2 separate regions of the Triticum aestivum genome follow, and region 2 is linked to region 1. A link is a contact called in public Hi-C data. All regions are on one chromosome and are shown on one strand. Each heading gives the region's core, a stretch centred on a gene start, on an enhancer-like site or on the middle of the called end of the contact. The rest is flanking DNA. Distances are from core to core; before and after follow the strand shown.

The links. A called contact is a pair of places that touch in the nucleus more often than the background predicts.
Region 2: a contact with region 1 is called in a Hi-C map of leaf, with 5 times the contacts expected there. The contact joins the promoter of LOC123127870 here to the enhancer-like site in region 1. A contact is called at or near these places in 3 of 5 Hi-C or Micro-C datasets (leaf and root).

The regions. Positions count from the first base shown.
Region 1 is chr1B:411,924,336-411,929,851 of IWGSC CS RefSeq v2.1, forward strand. No RefSeq gene overlaps it. Among protein-coding and RNA genes, the nearest start is that of LOC123127848, 53 kb to the left of the region's middle. Within about 2 kb of position 1,881, at least 7 of the 8 cell types and tissues checked have an H3K27ac peak or open chromatin away from gene starts, as enhancers often do. A contact at or near this core is called in leaf, where this site is marked.
Region 2 is chr1B:411,980,457-411,986,059 of IWGSC CS RefSeq v2.1, forward strand. LOC123127870 (expansin-B4) reads left to right here and starts at 3,008. Exons shown (of 4, transcript XM_044547726.1): 1 at 3,008-3,305; 2 at 3,414-3,523; 3 at 3,784-3,968; 4 at 4,525-5,244. The coding sequence starts at 3,104. The coding sequence ends at 4,858.

The DNA.
Region 1 (5,516 bases), core at 631-3,130:
GCAGGAACATTTTTTGAATTTATGAACAAATTTTGTGAAATGGGAACATTCTTTGAATTTTTGAACAAAATCTGAAAACAGGAAAAAAATGAAATTCGGATTTCTTTTTTTGAAAATAAACTTGAAAAGAAAAAAAGGAAAAGAAAAAAAGAAACAGAAAAAAGGAAACAGAATAGAAACAGAAAAAAGAAAAAGAAGAGAAATAGAAAAACGAAAAACAAAAAAGAAACTGAAAAAGAAAAAGGTGCTTTAGGAACCTTCTAGAAGGTTCCCAAAACCGGAAAAAAAACGGCTGAAAACATCATAGAAGGTTCCCAAAACCGGTGTCTGCTGTAACGCTAAAACGGGCCGGCCCACTCGGTCGCTCGCTCGCACCTGCCCTGTGCGAAGCGTCGACTACTTACCGCAAAGAGCGGCAAGTAGGATTTCCCCTACGCTAATGCTCGCAATGAACAACGCATATCATTTCATGTCTGTTAAAAAATCAGGTCTGTTTAGGCTTAGCTGACTCCCTAGACCACAACTTTTCATATCAAGAAATCAACGATCCTTCGGTACACAAAAATTGTTGTTTACACGTCCATGTATCTCACGGGCGCCTACTATACATGTCCAAGGATAAAAAAAACCTGGTGCTTAAAATTTCCAACCAGAGCAGTTGCAATTTGCCAGAAAGCCATGTGATATTGACAAATTGACATGGACCCAAGCTTATCCGAGCAGCAGCTGTGGCAAGGCATTGCATCGTTTTTGTGGAAAGCAAGGCAGGCACGAAGAAAGAAGTCGAGATGGGCCGGGCCCGCGTGCACCATGATTTCACATGCGCGGCGCGGCTGACACACCACTCCAAGCAACAACCACGTTCGCGTTGGCGTCGCAGCGAGAAACATTTCCACATGCCGCGCCGGCGTCGCGCATGTGACCATGCACGCGAGCGAGCGAGGCGCCGGCCGTCGCGTCCCCGGTCCGGCGATCTACTGTCCGCCTGCGCGATCAGCTTGGCGGTCCTGCTTTTGTGCAGTTGTTCCCGCCAGATACTCATTTCGGATAAGAAGGGCGCTGGAGCTGTGGGCCTGCGATGCGCACTCCGTTCTCGAGATGTTGAAGCACAAAATTACTACACCCAAAATCCTCTCCCAAAAGCGGCAAAAGGGTGAAGTTTCGGAGGGAGCGGTACTCACACCACAAGCGTGGTTTAAAGTTAAGATTCCACTAACCATTCATCACGTGCCACGCATGCATGGCACGCAGAGCATCCACGGTAGTATATACGTATATGATCCCACTCACACAGAGTACATGCATGTAAACAAGTCCGTACTAGGGTACCAACCACGATTCGCTTCACCCCTGCAAGAGCAGGAGGATTATATAGTAATACTACTAGTAGTATAATTTACCTAGCGGATAACGAAGTCGGCTAACTGATGCCAACGAACGGCGTAAAAGAAAGGAAAAAGAAATACTATACCACCGGGCCTCCTTCGATCCTACTGGACTGGCCAAGGAGACGCTGGCACGTACACGTAGCAGCAGGTCACTGTAGAGATCACCGGCATCGGCGGGGCACGACGCACCGGCCACCGACGGGCGAATTTATTTCTCGTCGGAAGCCGCGACCACCGGGATAAATGCTGCACGGCATGGGCGCGTGCGTGGCAGTGGCAGAGGTCGGGTCGCGTCGCATGGCGGCACCATGTGTGCACTCATCCACTCTGCCCAGCCGGTCACTTTTCAGTTTCACATACATACATACATACATACAGTCGGTAATTTAAAGGGGTAGCGGGCGTGGGGTCAGGTCAGGCCAGGGCAGCGGCGTGCGCCGAGACAGTTTTTCTGGTTAGAGAGTGGGAACAGAATAAAGGGCCCGAGCTCAGGAAAAGGGCCGTTGATGGTGGGCCGCACGGCGACGCACCCCGTCCCCGTCTCATCCGATCTCACCACCCCTGGACTTGCCTCTCGAGAGCCACTTACATGTGGGCCGTCGTGACTCTGCAGAGTCTAGTCTAGCTTGTAGACATTGCCGGTCAAAGAAGTGTTTTTGGCTGATCTATCTACTCTCGTTGCTTGCTGCAAGCAGAAGCACCTTGAATCACGGCCATTTGCGGCGTGTCCCCGGGGCCCAAGAAGGAAAATCCTTGCTACAGTAGGAGCGGAGCCCCCAATAGACGGCACGGATCACTCACTGATCACTGCCCTTGGGAACTTGGCCGTTCATTAACTAATCCTTGGACTGGTTATATATCCGGCCGGGACGACTGATAGATTATGGTGTCGCCCATTCGTCAGGCCGCATAATTGGGGATGTTTCTTTGGGGTAAAGCTGAAGGAAAGAAGATTGTAAACTCTGTTCCTTGTCCCGGCCCGGCGAACGAACACGGCAGCGTCCGTCGCCGATTAATCATCTCAGATCGCAGTCGCGGCATCGCACAACTGCCATTTATTCTCGCTCCATGCTCCTGGTTCCAGGGAGAAAACAAAACGTCCGAAACAACGCAGCATTATCCTCTCATCTGCACGGAAACTCGAGTCCGGACGGCTGCTGGCAAAACCTTCATTTCCACTCATTCTTGGTTACCACTTGCCACAGTACTACTACATGCCAGGTCCAGGCCATGGATGGAGTCATCGGTCATGTCTCCTTGCTCCGGAGAACTCGCCGCGGCAACATTGTCATTTCGCGCTCGCGAAACGGCCAGCAGCAGACAAAAAGTTGGACAATGTGCTGGTGTTACTCCAGCTTTTGTTCCGTATCTCGCCATTATTAAATGTTTCCGTTAACCGCCTTGCGGTGCTCGAGCTAGCCCCCTTCAATGCGGCTCGCACCGGCAACCACCTCCCGGAAAGCTGGTGTTCTGTAGCGACCCCTCGCGTGCTCGACTCGAGATCACCAGCGGATGCAGATAAACCGCAAAAAGGAGTGAAGAAGAAGAAAAACAGGGCTCAACGCAGGGCACCGGAGGAGCGGTGCATGGCATTGGTTGCTGGCCGAGAGTGCAGATGTAAAGTCGCCACTTGCAGGCACACAACACATGCATGTATATCTACCACGTACCTGCCTGCGTCCTGCTTGCTTTGCTGAAAGGGACATCTGAGGTGGAGAGAGCACGCAGTTTTCTCTCTGGGTTCCTCTCAACGGTTCGTGTGGTGACCGACGGGACGACCGGCCGATCGGCACTCAGAGCCAGAGGAGACTTGCAGGAACGTCGCACCGCCGAATCAATCCCGTCACATGCATGCAGCACGTTACGTTGCGTCGACCATGTTAAACGCCGCTTTCGTACACGGATGAGCCTGACTACAGAGACTTATCAGCCCCAGCTCAGCCGGTGCGTGTGCGCCCTCGACCCGTCGCTAGCTCCTTCTGTTCACCTCTCAGTCGATCACCATGTGGGATGCGGCGTGTGCTGGTGCGCACCGATTTCTTCCCCCGGCGTTGTAATCATGTCCATGTAGAAACTTTTTTTTTTTGAAACTGGGCAAAAGATTTGCCACTTTTATTGATTAAGAAGAAGGTTTAGAGTTTTTGGCCAAAGGCCGAATTACAAAGACATCACTCTCGTGGCACTACAGTACTCAAATATTTGGCCCCCGCAAGGCACCAACACTTTGAAACATCTTTGATTCTTGCAACAAGAACCCCAACCGGCACCGCGGTGTTACGGAAGACGCGTGCATTCCTCTCGTTCCAAATTTCCCATGAGATCAACATAATAAGAGACATCATCGCCCGTCGAGACTGCGATGCGTTGGAGTCAATGAGGTTCCACCAGGCTTTCACCGAATGGACCGTCACCCAAGCTGTAGGGTTCACATCAACCAAGCCAAGCCAAGATTTGATCATTTCCCAAACTCGAACCGTGTAGCGGCATTGGAAAAGGAGGTGAGCCGCGGTTTCCTGAACTTGCTTGCAGAGGGGGCAGCGATCACAGTTAGGCCATCCCCGGCGTTGGAGCCTGTCGGCCGTCCACATCCTATTATTGATCACAAGCCAAGCAAAGAATTTGCATTTGAGGGGAGCCCAGATCTTCCACACCAACTGTTGCATGTTGGAGTCAACTAAGCCCATGAACTGGATCTTGTAGGCCGAGGACGCGGAGTAAGAGCCATCATTAGAAAGCTTCCAAGAGATAGAATCAGCCACGTCGGGGTTGAGTTACACCACAGATAATTTCTCCCAAAGATTGACGAACTCGGTCAGGTGTGTAGCGGAGGTGATCCCGTCTGTTTTGACTTGAGAGACCCATAAGTTATTATCCAAAGCCTTCTGAACCGAACCATGTAGAAACTTTCGTGCTGCATACGTACGTACTGGCTCCAAGTGTGAAACACAGTGTTACTGGTGGGTGATCAGAGGTCGCTGTTGGTTGATAATCCAGATGCGGATGCTCCATGCTACTACGTGATTGTGTGGGTAACCAGAAGTCCAGAACAGCTGTGCTGTGCTGGTAGTCGTGTGCGTCCAAAATTGCTGTTGGCCATGCGTACTTTGCTGTAATGATGCTACCTGGTAGTTAAGTTAAGCACCATGCATGGTGAGTAGTAGTACTAACCTTTGGCAATTCAGCTCTTCCTGGTAACTTTTGTTTTCTCTGAAACGGAGGCACGGATAGCCGGCTGACAGTGTACTGAACATCGCTGCCGGGTGCAGAAGTAGAATTAGTAGTTTACCACACTACTCGATGCCCCTGGCCGGGTGCACCGCATGACATGCAGGCGTGGCGACATGGCATCATGTGATTCGCGCGACGGCCGGCCGCGATGCATGATGGTTGTTAATTACCCCGGCCGGCAGGAGTTCTCTACTCTACTACTCCGTACTACTACTACTGAACCAAACCGACCCAATTATTCCTGACAACTCCCTGCATCTATCCATCCATGGATCAGGTGCTCCCATCTAATTTACTTCACCAGGAAACCTACTCCTACCGTCCTAGTACTCCTTTACGTGAGTGAGAGCACCGCATACTCGACACTTTGGACTCAACCGCCACGCACTCCTACGGTACGCATCAAGAGGAGAAGAGCGGCGCCAACTGGCTGGTGAGCGCCCCGCATTAACTCGGCTCGTGCTCTGCGCCTCCTCGAAATCGCGACCAAGTTAGGTGCGCATCGCCCTAGCAACCGATCACTGCACGCGCCACATTGATCGCCCACAGCCTAGCCGGTTTAAGCGAGCGAGCGAGCCAGAAAGTCGCCGGAAAGCGACCCGGGGATCCCGATCACGATCGAGCTGGCGAGCGAGCGAGCGATGGAGCAAACGCCGCGACGACGCGATGCTCGGGTCAGCAGATTGCCTCGCTGCGATCGATCGATGTATGCATGCGGTTGGTCTCCGCGTGTCGTCGAAGCATCCCGGGCGAGGCGACGCATGCCGGCCTGCCGGCCCAGATGCGGCGCGTTGAAGCTAGCGCTAGCTAGCCATAGCGATCAACGAATAGCTTGATCGCCCGTACGATTTATTTGCGCTCGCCCAACTTAATTTCGCGGCGTCGATCTGTCGACGGAGA
Region 2 (5,603 bases), core at 1,758-4,257, 57 kb after region 1:
GGTAGGTGCTTTACAGTACTTGACGCTTACAAGCCTGACATATCTTTTCCTGTCAACAAGGTGTGCCAATTCTTGCATGCTCCTACTCTCCAGCATTGGACTGCAGTGAAGAGGATTTTGAGATATCTTAGAGGTACTATGAGTACAGTATTAAAGTTCACAAGATCAACCTCAACCGTGGTAAGTGCCTTTTCAGATGCAGATTGGGCAGGTTGTCCTCATGATAGAAAGTCAACTGGTGGTTTTGCTGTTTTTTTTGGACCAAACCTTATATCTTGGAGTGCACGAAAACAAGCAACTGTGTCTAGATCCATCACTGGGGCTGAATACAAAGCTCTAGCAAATGCCACGGCTGAGTTGATATGGGTTCAACCTTGCTTACTGAACTAGGTATAAATCACTCTTCATTTGCACGATTGTGTTGTGACAACATTGGTGCCACTTATCTGTCAGCAAATCCAGTGTTCCATGCAGGAACAAAAGACATTGAAGTGGACTATCATTTTGTTTGTGAGAGAGTAGCCAAGAAGCTATTGGACATTCGTATTATTCCCACTAATGATCAAGTTGCAGATGGTTTCACTAAAGCCTTGTCATGTCGCAAGTTGAAAGAATTCAAGAACAATCTCAACTTGATAAAGTTGTGATTGAGGGGGCGTGTTAAAGTATGTAAATGTATACGGTGTAGATATAAACCGTATACATGTGTGGGGGCGTGCATTGTACTCAGGTAGTTAGGATACGTTTAGGTTGATCTCTATCCCTTGTATAGATTATGACTTGGAGATCAATCCTACAACAACCTAACTACCTAAACCATGTAATTTCTTGTGCCTATAAGTAACACGCAACGCGTCCCTGCATATGCATCCGCTTAACGCATCTTTACAGCAAGCCCCGCCACCGTCGTTCGACCCCCGGGCTTAGCTCTTTATGATGTTTGGAATACACTTTGTGGTTCATTTTCATGGTCCAACAACATTGTATAGCGATATTATCCATTAGCGAGCATTCAGTTGGTGCTTAAGAGGATAACACCCTATGCCTAACTTCAGAAATAAAAGAGGCCAGTATTCCATGAGCCAAAAATACTAGGCAAACCCATTTCCCAGGATTTCCCCTGCCCCCATCGAAGCTTATTTTCAAAATGCAAAGCTAGCCGAAAGAAGTCCACGTAACCCCCTAGGATTTCACAAACCGGACAGTTTACCCCCTAAGGTTTAAAACCGGGCATCTAACCCCCTGTTCATTCCTAAAACAGGTGAATCACCCCCTAGCACCGATCAGAGTGGTTTCATAGGCGGTTTTGTTAACGTAGCAAGGTGCAGGTCATTTCTGATCTGCACCCGGCCTCGTCCATCCTCCTCCGGACGCGAGCGGTGTCGTGCCACTCGCGCCGCTCACCGAATCCCATTCTTGTAATGGTGCGCATCTCGACACCACCCTCCGCCTCTAGGTCTCCAGGTTTCCATGCACACTCGGAAGGCATCCTCTCCATCATGTGGACGACATTGTCGAACCTGCTGCTCCGGCCCGGCGCATGCTGCCAGGGTTCGAGGGATCCTTCTGGACGTCTACACCGTCGCGTCCATGCTGCGCAGCCGCGGCGGGCGCGCTGGGGTGCACTCACCGGTACAACCCGCCAACTGACGTAAGTTCTGGCAAGAGATCGTCCGTGTACTACCATCGACCAGTGGCTCTTGTACTCAAGCTCTCTGAGGCGGACGGTGGTGGGGCGGTCGAGGTCGTGTACGATGATGACAAGCAGGACATCGATGCGGGAAGCAACAAGGAGCAGGAGCGAGTCGCCGGCGAGGTGCACGTACTTGTGGATGTTGTCACAAGGTCCAGATCGCGCGTGAACGCGAGCTCAGACAAGATAATACACAAGTATATACCTGCTGGATCGATTCCCTCCTGGACAAGCACGCACATACACACAAGTACGTGCCACCAAGTCTGAGACAGTCAGACAGACATGATCACACAACCTAATCGTGTTTACCTCTAATAACCAATAGTGGATGTCGAACGCTGCCGGCGGCAGCCGCAGGCGGCACGTGTGCCAGCTCGGTAGACGACGGCGCAGTGTTGTCCAAGGTGGACGAAGCGGACGCTCGCCGGCAATAGGCTGCCGAGGCGACTACGGTACCACAGCGCACGAGAAACTCGGTCGCAAGTCGAAGGCCGATCAAAGGCGATTGATGAACCACAGACTGAGCTTCCTCGTGGCCGGCCGTCGGCTGCTGGCTGGTGCTGCAGCCTACCAGTACCTCAATGACGCAAGTAGTTTGGGTGCGATGACCTGAGCAACATGCGATGGGAGAAAGCTGGGGGAAGGAACTGTATTCACGAGACGACTACCTCGCACCCATAACCTTTCCACGTCACCAAAACCGCCTGAAAAACCATTCTGATCGGTGCTAGGGGGTGATTCATCTGGTTTAGGAAAGTACAGGGGGTTACATACCTGGTTTTAGACCTTAGGGGGTAAACAGGCCGGTTTGTGAAATCCTAGGGGGTTAAGTGGACTTCTTTCAAGCTAGCCTTACCGATAAGTTCATAAGCTGAAATGAAATGACCCGGCCGATGGTGCGTTTTACTCCTCAAACCCTGGACGAATTCTGAGCCCAGATCATATGGGCCGACGCGCCACGATGGCACATGCCGACATTTCTGTTCCACTATACTCTGCCTCTCGAGTCCTGTTGCGTTCAGTTTATGCGTTTTTCTTCACTGATCCGAGGCTGAGAGGGGCCTGACCTAAGCAGCCATGGCAGCTAGCCATCCTCCTATCCTATCTACCCGCCCCAACTATCATCTGCCACCTTTAATTCGCTCTGCCGTAACGCGATGAGGCTGCACTGCATGCCCCGAGCCAGGCCATGTGCCACCCAACATGGCACGTTCCCTGCTCTGCTCTCTCTGCTCACACACAAACCCGAACCCATCTTGTTGCTTAGCACCGGCAGCGCGTACCCGATCCGGTTTATAAATAGCCCCACCGCACCACGGCCATCACCCCACTCCCACACAGGAACCAAACAGACCATCACTCACTCCCCACCGCCACTCGTCAGATCCACACAGCACAGCGCGCGGCATGGGCTCCCTCCCCCTCGCCGTCCTCGCGGCGCTTTTCTGCTTCCTGGCCGTCGGCGGCGCCGTCGAGCTCAACACCACCGACCCCGCCCCCTTCGACGTCGACCTGAACGCCACCGACGCCACCAAGTACTGGGGCCCCTGGACCCCGGCCAGGGCGACGTGGTACGGCCAGCCCAACGGCGCCGGCCCCGACGACAACGGTGAGGATGATGCTCCACACCCCCTCCCTCCCTCACAGGATGAATGCTTCTCCTCTCTTCTTGCGCGAGCAATGTGGCTCATTCCTCGGCGCTTCTTTGTCTTGCTAGGTGGTGCCTGCGGCTTCAAGCACACCAACCAGTACCCGTTCGCGTCCATGACCTCCTGCGGCAACCAGCCATTGTTCAAGGACGGCAAGGGGTGCGGCTCATGCTACAAGGTAAATTAAAATACTACTCCTACGTACTAGTAGAAGAGAAACAGTTTACAGTTACTGTCAACTAGTAGGCCGATCTGCAGAGTCTGACAGCGGGCCCCGCATGCGCATAGTAATGTATCTGTGGTGTGTGTAGTTGTTCAGTCGCTTTCCGCGAGAACGTTACTGTGCGGCGGAGAGCCGTTGCAGCTTAGGAAGAGCATCGATTGGCGCTCGACCTCTCCGGTGCCTGAAGCTGAAGCTGACGTTTTGTTCTGTTTCAGATCAGATGCAGAAAGGACATGTCCTGCTCCGGCAGGACGGAGACGGTGATCATCACCGACATGAACTACTACCCGGTGGCGCCCTTCCACTTCGACCTCAGCGGTACGGCGTTCGGCCGGCTCGCTAAGCCCGGCCTCAACGACAGGCTCCGCCACTCCGGCATCATCGACATCGAGTTCACACGGTAAGAAGAGTGAGCCACACCTGCAGCGCCGTAACAGTACTGGTGGAACATTGAGAATTTGTACCACCATTTTGCAAAATTCTTGGTTGAATTTCCTGTCCATCGTCCGGGCAGTTAAAAAGTTGGAAAAAAGTTGGGTGCATTGGATCCACCCAACCGCCCGCATTACTCCTGGCCGACCGGGCACGGGCGCCACACACACTCACACACACACTCTCCTCTGCTCTGCACATGCATGTGCAACAGCTAGTAAGCACACAGGGCTCAGCTTTATTACTCGGGCCCAACCCACCCTCCTTTTGCAGCACGGCATATGCGTGCCCTGCCACCATACGCCACCGGCCAGCCCATTTCCGTCTCGTATCACATAGCGCGGCTGGGCCCCTGGTCGAAAGATACAATATTCCGCCGCAAGATCGAGCAAAGCAACAAAACTAACAATACCCATGGACTAGTAGACTACCAGCGGCAACTTCTCCTTTCATACAACAATTTGTAAGTAGAGTACGATCTGGTGGCTAAATACGGTGCTCGTGTGCGTGTGTGTGGATTGCAGGGTGCCGTGCGAGTTCCCGGGGCTCAAGATCGGGTTCCACGTGGAGGAGTACTCTAACCCCGTCTACTTCGCGGTGCTGGTGGAGTACGAGGACGGCGACGGCGACGTGGTGCAGGTGGACCTCATGGAGTCGCGGGGGCCGGGCGGCGGCAAGTGGACGAGGATGAGGGAGTCGTGGGGCTCCATCTGGCGCCTCGACTCCAACCACCGCCTCCAGGCGCCCTTCTCCATCCGCATCCGCAACGAGTCCGGCAAGACGCTCGTCGCCAACAAGGTCATCCCGGCCAACTGGAGGCCCAACACCTTCTACCGCTCCTTCGTGCAGTACAGCTGAACCCACCATGATTCCGTTGCTCGGAGTTACTAGTAATGCTACTACGCAGCTAGCTGCTACGGTCAAGTGAGTCATCAGTCATTGGGAGTGTACGGTTGGTCATTGCGTTGCGTTGAGTCGTTGTAAACTGTATCGGGTTGGGGTGGTGTCGGTGCGTCTTTCTAGGTGAGAAAAGTTTGGTTGGGCGCGGGTGCGTCCATGGAGTTGGGTCTCGGTCTGGGTCTCTAGGGGCGTGATGAGTCCGTGTATTGGCAAATGGGAAAAGGCTGTGTGGGAAATGGAGGAGGCAGGCGTACAAGATACGCTCTCCCGCCCACTCTCGCCTTTTATAATTTATATCATTCAAGGCGGTGATATTAATCGAAAGTATATTGTTACTACTACTACTACTATATGAACCATGTGTTGTACTTGTGCCTCCTTTCATTATGCACCTCCAGGTTTCTTTTTGTGACTTGTCTATGATATAAGCATTTCTTCAGTATGGGCATACAATTTCATCAAATATCCCACATAATCTCATAGTTCCGGGACAGTGTACTCGTCTCCCGCAAAAGGGAAAGTTGGCGCCGTACATTTGAAAGTCCAGATCGGTTCCCGCGCGCGGTAAATTTACAAACCTGGCGCGAAGAGGACGGCCTTTTACCGCTTCTTTTCCTGCAGATTCCTTGCCTAAGCAGCAGTAGCACATGATTGGTTGCCGGTAAAGCACGCGGCCGAATTATCCAGTCTCCTTGCGGGCTGC